2 separate regions of the Culex pipiens genome follow, and region 2 is linked to region 1. A link is a contact called in public Hi-C data. All regions are on one chromosome and are shown on one strand. Each heading gives the region's core, a stretch centred on a gene start, on an enhancer-like site or on the middle of the called end of the contact. The rest is flanking DNA. Distances are from core to core; before and after follow the strand shown.

Region 1 (6,607 bases), core at 3,521-6,020:
GCCGCGTGTTTATTTGCCACGAAGTCAAACGCGTTGTGACTTGTCGCGTCCTGTTGTGTTTGCCGGTGAAAGTGGCCGTGATTTGTGGACCCGGGATTTGGAGGTGCTGTCCACCGGAACCGGGGAAAGATCTGCGGCCGTTCTGTGGAAATGGCAACGGAGCCAAGGGCTAGCAGGAAGAGGACCGAGCGCGGGAGGAGGACCAAGCGGCAGGATGAGTAACAAAGTAAGATATCTGCAAAAGACGGAACAGTTCCCGGTTTGTTCACGTGTTTGTTTGAAGTCGAATCAAGGGGAACATGGTCCATAAGACAGTTCCCGTGTTTTATCTCCGCGTGTGGCAGTTTCTTGGTCGCGGACTCGTAGGGATTTCGGTTTTCTGTCAATTGCCGGAGCATTCTACGCGTGTGACAGACAGTGGTGTTTGTTTTGGTTTTAGAAACGAATAAATCTCGTATTATATCGGTTCACGTGGATGCGCTGAGTGACATTTCGGTGCTTTATTTTGAGCTAGAAAAGGGGACATAGGTAAAGTATGTTAATAATTTTAATGATTTTAATATTGTAAGCATAAGCATTTTTTAAGTATTTAACATATTTAAAGTATTTGAAGTTTATAACGTATTAAAATAATTTTACGCAATTAAATTTTCTTATTTACTTTAATTTTGTAAAGTATAATAAGTTTTTTGAATTATTATTATTGTTAGGTATCTTAAATATGCAAATGAGTTTAGGTATTTTTATTTTTCCAGGAATGTAAATATTGTGACTTTTAAAAGTTTTTAAGTATTTCAATTATTTTAAATATTCAAAGTGTTTAAAGTTTGTTGAGTATTTAAATAATTTTAAGCATTTATTTTTTTAGGTATTTTACCTAAGTATTTTACTGTAAGTATTAAAAATATGTTAAGTATTTGAAATATTTATTTTTTCAGTATGTTAAATATGCTAATGATTTTAAGTATATTCATTTGTTCAGGTATTTTAATATTATATGTTTTTAAGGTTTTTAATTATTTCAAGCATTTGAAATTATTGAAGTGTTAAAAGTTTGTTAAGAATTTGAATAATTTTAAGCATTTAATTTTTTCTAGGTATTTTAATATTTCAAGTACTTCTAATATTTTAAGTATTTGAAATATTTTTTTTGTTTAGGTGTGATTTTAATTATTTTAATTTTTTCAGGTATTTTATTATTCTATGTTTTTAAAGTTTTTAAGTATTTCAATTATTTGAAATATTTAAATTGTATAAAATTTGTTAAGTATTTAAATAATTTTAAGCATATCATTTTTTCTAGGTTTTTAAATATTTTAAGTATTTCAAGTGCCGGGAACCGTGGTGTAGGGGTAAGCGTGATTGCCTCTCACCCAGTCGGCCTGGGTTCGATCCCAGACGGTCCCGGTGGCATTTTTCGAGACGAGATTTGTCTGATCACGCCTTCCGTCGGACGGGAAGTAAATGTTGGCCCCGGACTAACCAAAAGGTTAGGTCGTTAGCTCAGTCCAGGTGTAGGAGTCGTCTCCCTGGGTCCTGCCTCGGTGGAGTCGCTGGTAGGCAGTTGGACTTACAATCCAAAGGTCGTCAGTTCGAATCCCGGGGTGGATGGAAGCTAAGGTGTAAAAAGAGGTTTGCAATTGCCTCAACAATCAAGCCTTCGGACACTTAGTTTCGAGTAGGAATCTCGCAATCGAGAACGCCAAGGCAATGCTGTAGAGCGAATAATTTGATTTTTTGAAGTATTTCAAGTATTTTAAGATTTTGAAAGATGTTCTTTAAAGTATGTTAAGTATGTTAATAATTTTAATATTGTTAGTATTTTTTTAAGTATTTAACAAATTTAAAGTATTTAAAGTATTTTAAGTATTTTAAGTATTTTAAGTATTTTAAGTATTTTAAGTATTTTAAGTATTTTAAGTATTTTAAGTATTTTAAGTTTTTTAAGTTTTTTAAGTATTTTAAGTATTTTAAGTATTTTAAGTATTTTAAGTATTTTAAGTATTTTAAGTATTTTAAGTATTTTAAGTATTTTAAGTATTTTAAGTATTTTAAGTATTTCAAGTATTTTAAGTATTTCAAGTATTTTAAGTATTTTAAGTATTTTAATTATTTTAAGTATTTTAAGTATTTTAATTATTTTAAGTATTTTAAGTATTTTAAGTATTTTAAGTATTTTAAGTATTTTAAGTATTTTAAGTATTTTAAGTATTTTAAGTATTTTAAGTATTTTAAGTATTTTAAGTATTTTAAGTATTTTAAGTATTTTAAGTATTTTAAGTATTTTAAGTATTTTAAGTATTTTAAGTATTTTAAGTGGCAGTGCGTGGCCGAATGGTTACGCTGTCCGCTTTGTAAGCGGATGATTCTGGGTTCGATTACCATCTGCTGCAACCTTCCATCGGATGAGGAAGTAAAATGTCGGTCCCGGCCTTGGTTTTTAGGCCGTTAAGTCATTCCAGGTGTAGGAGTCGTCTCCATGCCATAAGTACAAACAACAAACCAAACCAAACCTACTCCGGTGGAATCGCTGGCGGCGGTTGGACTCGCAATCCAAAGGTCGTCAGTTCAAACACCGGGGTTGGAAGGTTCCTTGGAGTAAAAAGAGGTTTGGGTGCTCTCCCCATTCAAGCCTTCGGACTCCTAGGTTCGAGCAGAAACTTGCAATAGAGACCACAAAAGACCCGGGGGTCGTTAATGTGGATGGTTTGATTTTTTGAAGTATTTTAAGTATTTTAAGTATTTTAAGTATTTTAAGTCTTTTAAGTATTTTAAGTATTTTAAGTATTTTATGTATTTTATGTATTTTAAGTATTTTAAGTATTTAAAGTATTTTAAGGATTTTAAGTTTTTTAAGTATTTTAAGTATTTTAAGTATTTTAAGTATTTTAAGTATTTTAAGTATTTTCAGTATTTTAAGTATTTTAAGTATTTTAAGTATTTTAAGTATTTTAAGTATTTTAATTATTTTAAGTAAAGAGTTGAACCAGTTTTGGCTTAAAAACTCTGTAATAAAGTATACATAAAAGTATTTTAAGTATTTTGAGCATTTTATTTATTTTATGTATTTTGCGAATTTCAAATATTTTAACGATCGGTACCCAATTAACTTTTCCGAAATGCTCATGTCAAGTTTTGAATGTTGGTTTTACTAAAGTTATGATTGTATTTTTCATTTATTTAAGGCATTTTTGAACATCACATAACTGGGACCTTTGTAAATTTAGAATTCTTCTGCAGTGACCGGTAATCGGTTCCAAGGTGGCCAGATGGAGCCAGAGTACATTGGCATCACATACAATGGCCACAGTTTTAAATTTCATGAATTTTGATATGTCACAATACAGGGTTCCTTGCACATTCCGAAATGTCCCCAGTGACCACCGGTAACCGGTGACCGGTTCCAAAGTGGCCAAGTGGGGCCAGAATACATTGGCATCACATACAATGGCCACAGTTTTAAATTTCATGAATTTTGATATGTCACAATACAGGGTTCCTTGCACATTCCGAAATGTCCCCAGTGACCACCGGTAACCGGTGACCGGTTCCATAGTGGCCAGGTGGGGCCAGAGTACATTGGCATCACATGCAATGGCCACAGTTTGAAATTTCATGAATTTTGATATGTCACATTGCAGGGTTCCTTGCACATTCCGAAATGTCCCCAGTGACCACCGGTAACCGGTGACCGGTTCCATAGTGGCCAGGTGGGGCCAGAGTACATTGGCATCATATGCAATGGCCACAGTTTGAAATTTCATGAATTTTGATATGTCACAATACAGGGTTCCTTGCACATTCCGAAATGTCCCCAGTGACCACCGGTAACCGGTGACCGGTTCCATAGTGGCCAGGTGGGGCCAGAGTACATTGGCATCACATAAAATGTCCTCCGTTTTTTCACAAAACAGGGTTCCTTGTCAATTCCGATATTTGCACCCAGTGGAACGATATGGTAAATGTACAGAAAAAGTAATCCGGAAATTGTGAAAATCGTACCATGAAATCGTGAATATTATGAGTTTTACTTTACGAATTTTTGAACTATGCATATTGGGCACGAATAAACCAGGAGCCGTGAATAAATATGCATGATTAGACATGCCCGAATACACTCGTAAACGTGAATTAAATTCATGATTTCATAAAAAAAAATCACGAATTCATGAAATTTATGCATGATTTCATGAAGTTTATACATGATTTCACGAATTTTTTTACGCCTTCAAAAATAAATCATAAAAAATATTCCAGAACTCATGAATTCTGTGCACGAATTCATGCATAAAAATTCATGATTTCATGAATTTTATGCATGAAATCATGATTTTTTATTCACGATGTATATTTTTTCGATCGTAATCATGAATTTTTATTCATAAAATCGTGAATATTTTTCACGCCTACATGCATCTATTTCATGAAATCATGAACATTATTCACGTTTACGAGTGAAATCGGCCATGGAAAGTCATGCATATTTATTCATGATTCCTGGATAATTCGTGCCCAATATGCATAGTTCAAAAATTCGTAAAGCAAACATCGCGTTATTCACGATTTCATGGTACGATTTGCATGATTTCCGGAACACTTTTTTTTCCGTGTAGCAAAAAAATGATTTGATCATAACTCTCCACTCACTGTAATTCTTAAATAATACTTATTAAACTTCACGATAGTTATTTAATTAGGTTTTGTTGGGAAATTCCATCTGAAAACAAACCTAAAATACATAAAAAACCCAAATGTATCCAAGTAGGTCACGTGTCCCACCCGTGTCAATGTGACGACAGCTGCATGCCGTTGACAGGCACGAAAAACCTGAAAACAATCCCAAACTCCTCCAACAGCAACCTGTTGCGTCACTTGGTCCCAATTCCGTCGCCGTTGGCGCGCACCCCGGTTCCCATGGAAGTCTAGCGCGGGTTGTTTGGAGCGGATAAATTACTGAGAAAATTTTCCACAAAAATTCCGAATCTTTTGAGAGGTTGAAGATTTGCAGTGGTTTCCGGGAAGTCTCGTAGCGATGGACCAGATCGAGGAGAGTGGCGAGGATTCGCAGGCCCCGGAGTCCACCTTCGAGGATGACCTCATTCCGAAGGATATCACCGATGACTTCTTCGAGGAGATGTGTGCCAAGGCGAACCTGGTGAGTGACCTGGCCTGGTTCCATCTTTATTTTTGGGTTGCCTACATTTTGACCTGTCCTGGAATTCCCCTTTTCGCAGACGGTGAAAGACCTGCAGGGCAACCAGCAGTATGCGCTGGCGGAGGACTTTCAGAAGTTGTTGCTCACCAGCCAGCAACTGAGGCAGCAGCTGCTCGACGAGCAGGACAAAATCGCCAAAATGCAGGACGAAGTTGCGGCGGCCGCTGGCCGAGTGGGCCAAGCGCTGGCCATCTCCCAGCGCGACCAGGACACCATCCAGACGCTGCGGGCGGAAATCGAGAGCGCCTGGAAGCGGGCCGATGCGGCCCAAACGAGGGAGCAGGCGGCCCAGGAGACGATGAACCAGATGCGCGAAAAGCTGGAGAAGCTCTCCTCGGACTCGGACCGCCACGGGGACAAGGATGACGAGTGAGTACGGGCGAGCCAGGGTAAAACGGAGAAGCTGAAAAGTTGATTCTTACAGGGTTGGAGCTGCGATGGGCAAGCACAAGGAGAGCATCCTTCGGGAACGTGACCGACTGTTCGCCGAAGTTGAAGAACTCAATCGGCGGCTTCACACCCAACGCGTCTACATCGAAGAACTGGAGAACAAGTGCAACGACACCGAGACCAAGGTCAAGGAACTGTACAAGGTGCTGGACGAGACCTCGAACGAGGCGTTCCGCGACAAGCGCATGCTGGAGAACCTGCAGATTCAGCACGCGGAGGTGACGTCCGAGCTGGCGATCAAAACCGATGAAGCGAAACACTTCAAGGCGCAAGCGGAAGCCAGCCACAAGACGACCGTGCAGCAGAACATGCAGATGGCCGCGATCCGAACCACGCTGGAACGGCTCACCACGAGCAACAACCTGCTGCAGGTGAAGCTGGCGAAGGCGCAGGGTGACTTTGAAAACATGGTCCAGCTGAAGGAAAAGGTCACCAACGAGCTCAACACCAAGGTGAACATCCTGAAGCTGAAGGAGGACGAGAACAACAAGTTCCGGCTGGAGAACGCCAAGCTGACCAAGAGCAAGGAACTGCTGCAGAAGAAAATACTGACGATCGAGACGTCAAAGTGTACCGTGGATCAGGAGGTGTCCAAGTTGAAGTGAGTCGGAGAACAATTTCGGCATTCACTGAAATTAACACGTTTTCATTGACAGGACCGTAATCGTCACCTTCGAGAAGGAGCGAGATGTTTCCAAGAAGGCGTTCGATGCTTCCAAGAAGCAAGTCGATGCGGTGCTTCGCGAGCGGGATCTTGCCCGGAAGGATCTTGCCAAAACCAACAGTGAGTATCAAAACCGTAGAAGGTAAAGTGCTAATGGCTTCCTATTTCTGCAGAGACAATCTCCGATCTGCAGGAGCAGATCATTCTGCTGGAGAAGCAGCAAAAAACGCTGGAGAACGAAATCAAGGGTCACATGGCGGCAACGCAGAAGCAGAGCA
Region 2 (7,214 bases), core at 3,841-6,340, 190 kb before region 1:
AAGTTTTGTAATGGAGCACCCGCAGTCGAGCATTTTTTGACAGTTCACTCCATAAGAAATACATTGTAGAAAAAGGCAAAAACTGCTCGAATGGAAGTGCTCCATTGTTTCAAATTGCGAGCATTTTTAAATTTTTAGAACTGGCGGAAATGAAACTAGAACACGATGCTCGCTCGTAAACGTGGATATCTCTATATATCTGATTTTTTTAAACTGAGTTCTATTCCAGTTCCAAATCGTCTCACGTTTGAAACAAACTCGTCGAGCAGTTTTATTTCGGTTTCAGAATACTGCTCGAAAAATAAAACTGCAACTCCGCGTTGCGGGTGGTCTGTTTCAGTTCTATTTAAAAATGAAACAGCTAGAACAAAGTAGAGCCGCGTTGCAAGTAGTCTCATGGGAGAACTGTCATTGAATGTTTACATAGTGCTGGTCTGTTTCAGTTCTATTTAAAAATGAAACAGCTAGAACAAAGTAGAGCCGCGTTGCAAGTAGTCTCATGGGAGAACTGTCATTGAATGTTTACATAGTGCTGTTAAACGAAACGAGTCAACAATTCCAACGCGTAAGTAAACAAAAACCAAATAAAAACCATAGTGGAAAGGAAACTTTGTGGGCGATCTTGTCAAAACATACAGAATCGTGTTTTCAAACTTTATGTTGTGAAAGGGAGCGTTCTTTTATTACGTAACGCGAAAAATCGGACTTTTAGACCCCCTCCCCCCCCCCTCGTAACAAAATTTCCATACAAATTTTAAAAATTTTGTATGGAGCGTAACACGGCCTCCGACCCCCCCCCTCCCCCCCTACTGCGTTACGTAATAAAAGAACGCTCCCAAAGCAGACAAAAATCAAAATACGAGCGCAACCTGTCAAAGCCTGTTGCGCCACAGGCTGATGTACACGCTAACGACAAACCACTACATTTCTGTTCGGCGCCACAGTTTTTTTTTTTTGCGCAGCAGTAGTGATGCGCACTTCGGTTTGGTGGCCGATACGCAGTTCCAATGGAAAGGCGCTTTACGAACAGCAGAACAAAGGAGAAGGAACGATTTCTTGAGGCTTTTCTTCACACTCTTTGGCTTGGCTTCACTACCGCTGCTGCCCAGGTGAAACTTTCCATGGCCGGTTCCTTACCAAGTGCGTACACTGCGTACAAAACTTACCCCGCAATGGAAGCCGTCGTCGGCGTTTCCGCCCGCACCTCGTCCGCTTCCGTCACGTCCTCGTCTTCGTCCTCCCTTGCCGCCTCCTGGAGCGTTTCGCTGACCGTTTCCGTACGGTCGTCCACCTCCAGCAGCAGCTCGTTCCGGATCGTGTCCGCCGTGCTGCTCTGCATCGAGATCTGGCTGCTGGCCAGCGATTCCAGCGACAGGTCGTCGTGCTGGTCCGCCAACGGAAGGTGCGCCGAAGCCGATGCCACCGGCGAATCAAACGACTTGCGAAAGAACTTGGTAACCGATTCGCCGGCGCTAGTGCTCGTGGTGAGGAATGTGTTGATGAAGGAACCGATGGAATCGGTTGATTTTTGACTTTTCAGCGATATCGTGTCCGGAGGCTGGGTGGATCGCGGGGATCGCGGGTCCTTTTCCGGGCTGAAGTTGGACGAGTTGTCGAACTCCATGCTGCGGAACGAGTCTAGCTCGAAGTCGGACGCGGACGCGAGCGATTTGTCGTCGCCGGGAGTGAACTTTGTAGGGGTCGAGCTGACCTGCAGGAAGGACATTCCGGCGTGACGTGGGTTCAGGGAGTCCATACGGGCGTCGGTGCTGGACTTGCGAGAGCTGAGCATGCTTTCGCTGAGGTTGATTTTGAAAACGGAGTTTTTAAGGGTTTTGCGCTTCAGCAGGAACTTTCGGTGATCTACGTCTTGGGATAGCAGGACTTGTTTGACCGCAGCTGGTAGATTGCCGAAGATTACACTGATGACCTCGAGGGCTGCGTTGATTACGCTGTGAGATCCGTCCTTCAAGAAGTGGAGTACCAAATCGAGCGTTTCGATGGACTTTTCTACGCTGGAGTGCTTCAGTACCAGCGGCAGAATTCCTCGAAAGCAAGCTAGCACTCCAAGAGCCGCGTTCTGTCCTTGGTTCTTCAGCAGCATCTCGATGCATCGGTTGAACGCATTGTTGGCGTATATTTCCGGACACCGTGACCCCGCTATGAAGTAATCGATGTTCTGCGCGGCACAACGTCGCTTGGTGGCACACTCGGCTGCCAGATCCTCGACGAAAACTTCCGTCATCTTCAGCACTTCTCCATCGGTCATGTAGCATTCCAAACGTTCGGTGAACACCTTTAAAAAGGTGCTCAAACTCTCTAGAACCTGAGTCTCGGATCGTTTCGAAATCGCGTAAATACTCGGCAGTAGATTCTGCGCGAAAGTTTTACCCTTTCGCTGCTTGATAGCTCCGCAGTAATGGCCAAACAGGGCCAAACTGATTCGCAGCGATCGCTCATTACCGTTCTTTTTTATCTCGTGGTACAAATCAATCTGAACCCGAACGATACTTCCGTTCCCCTCGCAAAATCGAACAATCTTGTTCAAGTTCTCTTCCGCACTCATCCGAACCCCCGAGTCCGACTCCTCACAAAACGCCAGCAAACATTCGACAGCCGAACTGAGGTGGTTCTGGAAGTTGGCACTTCCAACGCCCGACCTCACCGACACGATCGACTCGCTGATCAACCCAAAGTGGTGAATTTTCTCCTTGGAACTAAAGCGGAATATGCCGAAATTAACAATTGCCAACCCTTAATCAACTAATTTTTTCTCACCTGCATCCCGTTGCCTTGAGAGTATCGATCGATTTCTGCAAGCTGCTAAACACCGACAACTTGTCCATTTCGATGGTCACTTTCAACGGTTGGGGCTGGACAACCCCCAATTACAATCAAACCACAATAGTCAAGTGTGACGCCACTACGCGGCACAAACTACAATAACCCACACCGAGAAAATAGAAACGCCTCAATGACTAATGTTTTGCCACTGTTACACCTTGCAAAACGAGAAAGTATCTATCTGAATGATAACATTCAATGACGGGCGGGCGTGACAGCTGATGATGACGCATCATTGAATGTTTTCGAATTATTCCTTTTTTGTTTGTTTGTTATGACAAATGACGTTTCGAAGCCGAATGTGTGTGCGCATGTGCTGGTGGAATGTTTACGTTTTCATCAGCTGTTTACTTCGTGTCCCACCCCTCATATTGAGGGGAGGCATGTTTTGACACCATAAAATATGTGTTTTAATTTAGATGAATTTCAATGAAATTACTGAATCAACTTGAATGTTGATATGACTGTACAAATTCAAATAAAATAGGAAATTGATGATTTTTTGGTAAAACGAAAATATAAATTTTATTTGGTGTAACTAGCATCAACAAGTCGTCCAGAAAGCAACATAATCAAAACAAAACAAGAAACGAGGGAATGGACAGATATGAAAACAGCGCATGCAAGGTAAGAATAGCGTCATTTGCCTAGCAGGTGGTGACTAGTGGAACTAGCGAAGTAAACAAATTTCAATCAATCCGTTGCGGAGATGTCATTCATGATAAAAATCTTGAAAGTGTCTTCCCCCATGAGCGCTAATCCTTCTATGGGAGCGTTCATTACCCCCCCCCCCCCTCGTGACGCGTAACACAAGGTCTTTTGCATATAAGTGCTTATCTTGGTGCTTAAAAGACAGAATGCGTAACGTGAAGGCTTCTTTCAAGCTCAAGCGTGACATATTTGTTGTTGCTGAAGTGACTTGTTTTGAATCATTTTGGGTCTGTTGATGATACAGTTTTCGCTGAATGCTTCGCACTTCGCCCACCCCTTGGCTTCGGGCCTGTCATCGTCTTTTTTACTCCTGACCAATTAAATTATCGAATCAAATTATTCGCTGCCTTGGCGTTTTCGATTGCGAGACTCTTACTCGAAACTAGGTGTTCGAAGGCTTTTTACACCTAAGCCTTCATCCACCCCGGGATTCGAACTGACGACCTTTGGATTGTAAGTCCAACTGCCTACCAGCGACTCCACCGAGGCAGGACCCAGGGAGACGACTCCTACACCCGGACTGAGCTAACAACCTAACCTTTAGCTTAGTCCGGGCCAACATTTACTTCCCCATCCGACGGAAGGCGTGATCAGACAAGAGAATTCCAAAAAAGTGTTCATGTGGTTTGTGGATGGTCCCTTATGGGACCACTGTCATTTCTACCACTCGAATAGGGTGCTCCATTCGTTATATTCGTCCAGATTCACCCCAAATGTCGTTAACAAAAGAAGAATAACAATACACTCCAACCCCGATGGTATGACACCATCTGTTGTCAAACGAACGGGGTCTTTTTTTAGTTTGACACCTCTCTTACACGGAGTTCACACACTCTACCAAACGTTTGTTTTGATAGTGTGCGAGAACGCCATGTAAAAAGTGACAGTTCGTCACTTTTTAGTTTGACTTTGACCAACCAACGGGGTACAAACTTAAAAAAGTGTCAAACGAAAAAGTGACCAACCACCGGGGGTTGATCACTTCAAAACCCAAATTATTACGAATTTAAAAATTATTAAAAAACGTAACAACAACTTTCTAGAACAAAGCTAATTGTTTTACCCACATGCTGACGAGATACAGGCTTGGGATCAAGTCTCCCCGGGGATCAAGTCTCCCCACTCTCCCCTAAGCCAATCTAATGCTCAATAAAATTTTAAAATCCTGTTGATTAGTAAATATTCAATTGTTCCACTGTTTTCAGAAAAAATCTTAATATCCTGACTCCTGCATTTATTTTATTACTTCCGGGAAAACCGAGATTCAAGATTTTTCGGTTTCAGAAAAATCCTAAGAATTTCGTCCCAAATAATCCCGTGATGAAAGCATTGACAAAAATCAATATCATTATTGAAATCATTAGATCAATAATGGTGAGTAGGCGCAATAGCATAAACTTGAATATTTAGCAAAAAATTGATCTATTTTCATCAAGATCAGGATAACACCAAATTTAATCTTTGATACCAATGAAATAATAGAGAAAATTCTCTTAAGTCTGACAGATCAAGTATTCGGTTCTTGCTTGTTAATTCCTACTGACATTTTTCAATCAATTGAACATTGTGAGTTAGTTCATATTTTTGAATACATTTGAATTTTTTCACAATGAATCAGTTTATGTTCGCCTAATAAATCACTCTTTTCTCACGTAACATCACACCGAGACTACAAGAGTGAAAGTGAAATCATAACAGCGTGTCGAACGCAACCCATTATTATCAGCACCTGTCGCAGCATAACTCAGCACTTCCGGATGCTTTCGTTACCTCATTGTCACCTACGCCAGAATGACTGACCGGTTAATTTAATAACGATGGCAATCATCCCATTCTGACTTGCGTCCAACGCAAGCCACCAGTCGATCGTTGAACCTCCCAGTGGTCACACCTCACCCAAAATGGCGCTCCTCAAAAAACTTGCCATGACCCTTCTGATCGTAGCCGCCACCGTCAACGGGCTAAAGTACATCACGCCATGGTCTGACGAGAGTCCCGTCTGCGCCGCCAACAACAACAAACTCCTATCGCTGTTCAACCTGCTGTGCAACGCCACCCAGACCATGTCGATAACGTCGCGGGACGCGTGCTACGGGTGCTTCTTCCGGGCCGGAGTACTCCCGGCGGGTCAAACCCAGCTGCTGGCCATCAGTCAGTGCGCCACGTTGTACCTGATGAACGGTAGCTACGCCCTTTGCGCAGCTGGGTTGGCGGTGGATAGTTAGAGGGGTGTAGACTTTGGAACATTTCTTTACGTTGTTTTTTTTTCCCAGGCCATCACCACCGGAATGCGTCCGACGACGGCACCGACCCTCGGGACCAACTGCTTCACCGGCTACTGCGAGTTTGTCCAGTGCGTACGGCGTACCAACGCCAACTCGCTGATCAACCAGTGCATCTTGCAGACGCTCAACAACAAGGACCTGAACATTGAGTCCCAGCGGGTCGGGTTCTACGTCAACGCGACATCGTGCATTTTGGCGCGAGCTCGCTGTAACCCGTACAACCCAATTACCGGCGAGCTACGGAGTCCGGTGGGACCGAGCCATCCACTGCTGGGAGTGCGGAGCACGGACGCACTGGCCAATTCGCTGCAGGTTTCGCCGGTTGGAGATCTGCGCATCATTTCCTTTCACTCGCGGGTGATCGTGGCAGATTTGTTCTGCTCAAGCCGAACCGTGCTCGATCAGTCGACGTACGGCGATGCCGTGTGTTGAGTGCGGAAATTTAGAAACTTAGTGTTGTAACATTTTCATACATCTCAATAAATCTAACAGCTTCATCTGTTCCTTTCTCGATCGTACACATTCTGATCGTGTCTTTGTCTTATTTCACGTTCTCGCGTGAACTGTCAAATCTACTCACTCACGCAGAAAAATATTTTGTAGAATCAGCCTGTACGAGGTTTGATTCAACAAATTTTTTGTTGAATATAATTAACGCCGATTTTGCGTTGAAACAAACCATGATTTTCTCAATTCTACAAAAATCTTTTGTTGTTTTGAAAAAGTTGCTTTGACGTTTAGCGTTGATTCAACAAAAATCTTGATTTCAAATCAACAAAACATTTTGTTGATTCAAATATGCCTTATTTTTCTGCGTGCTGTACATCAACACTCTAAACTGTGTTCAATCGCAATTAATTGTACTGAGGTCTTTAAAAGTAATCACTTATTGTGATGATCAGACATTTGAAAGTGCTTTCAGTCAGTATTCATCATCGCCAACGAAACTTGAATGTACACTCACAGCGCCTGATCGTCATTACGAAGTGACCGTCAGTGAACGCACACGAAGTTGAAACGAATTAAACCGAGCTCAACACTCAAGCAGCCGCCCGATCCGAAGCCGCATGTTTTTATTCCTTCTTAGTTCTCCCTTTCTCGCTAGTGCGTTGCTGCGTGGTGACAGCATTCGTTTGAATGCAGTCGTGATGGAAGTGATCGGGATTTCGGTAGAATGTCAAGCAAACGCGCACGCTACGCAAATGCAAGTAAACCAAAAGTCAAAATCGGATTGCTGTAGCGAAGGCAAACGTTCCTCATTTTAAAAGGGAAACTGTCATCAGAAATATTTAACAACACCAGGCACCACTTTAATTTTTATGTTTACTTTATTCACGATCCTTCTTACAAAATGTGTCGTTTTCTTACTCCCTT

Evidence for each region. Hi-C and Micro-C count contacts between places; a contact is called where the count stands out from the background.
Region 2: a contact with region 1 is called in a Hi-C map of whole body, with 5 times the contacts expected there. The contact joins the promoter of LOC120432524 here to the promoter of LOC120417207 in region 1. A contact is called at or near these places in 3 of 3 Hi-C or Micro-C datasets (embryo, whole body and whole pupa).

The regions. Positions count from the first base shown.
Region 1 is chr1:111,411,068-111,417,674 of TS_CPP_V2, reverse strand. LOC120417207 (cilia- and flagella-associated protein 58) reads left to right here and starts at 4,770. Exons shown (of 6, transcript XM_039579173.2): 1 at 4,770-5,155; 2 at 5,235-5,584; 3 at 5,640-6,266; 4 at 6,322-6,449; 5 at 6,503-6,607. The coding sequence starts at 5,033.
Region 2 is chr1:111,600,739-111,607,952 of TS_CPP_V2, reverse strand. It overlaps LOC120432524, which reads left to right and starts at 5,090. Exons shown (of 2, transcript XM_039597742.2): 1 at 5,090-5,768; 2 at 5,829-6,338. The coding sequence starts at 5,457. The coding sequence ends at 6,272. It overlaps LOC120432523 (ABC transporter G family member 23), which reads right to left. Exons shown (of 11, transcript XM_052706506.1): 11 at 7,150-7,214. LOC120432522 (huntingtin) reads right to left here and starts at 3,054. Exons shown (of 11, transcript XM_052706505.1): 1 at 2,779-3,054; 2 at 1,167-2,717. The coding sequence starts at 2,846.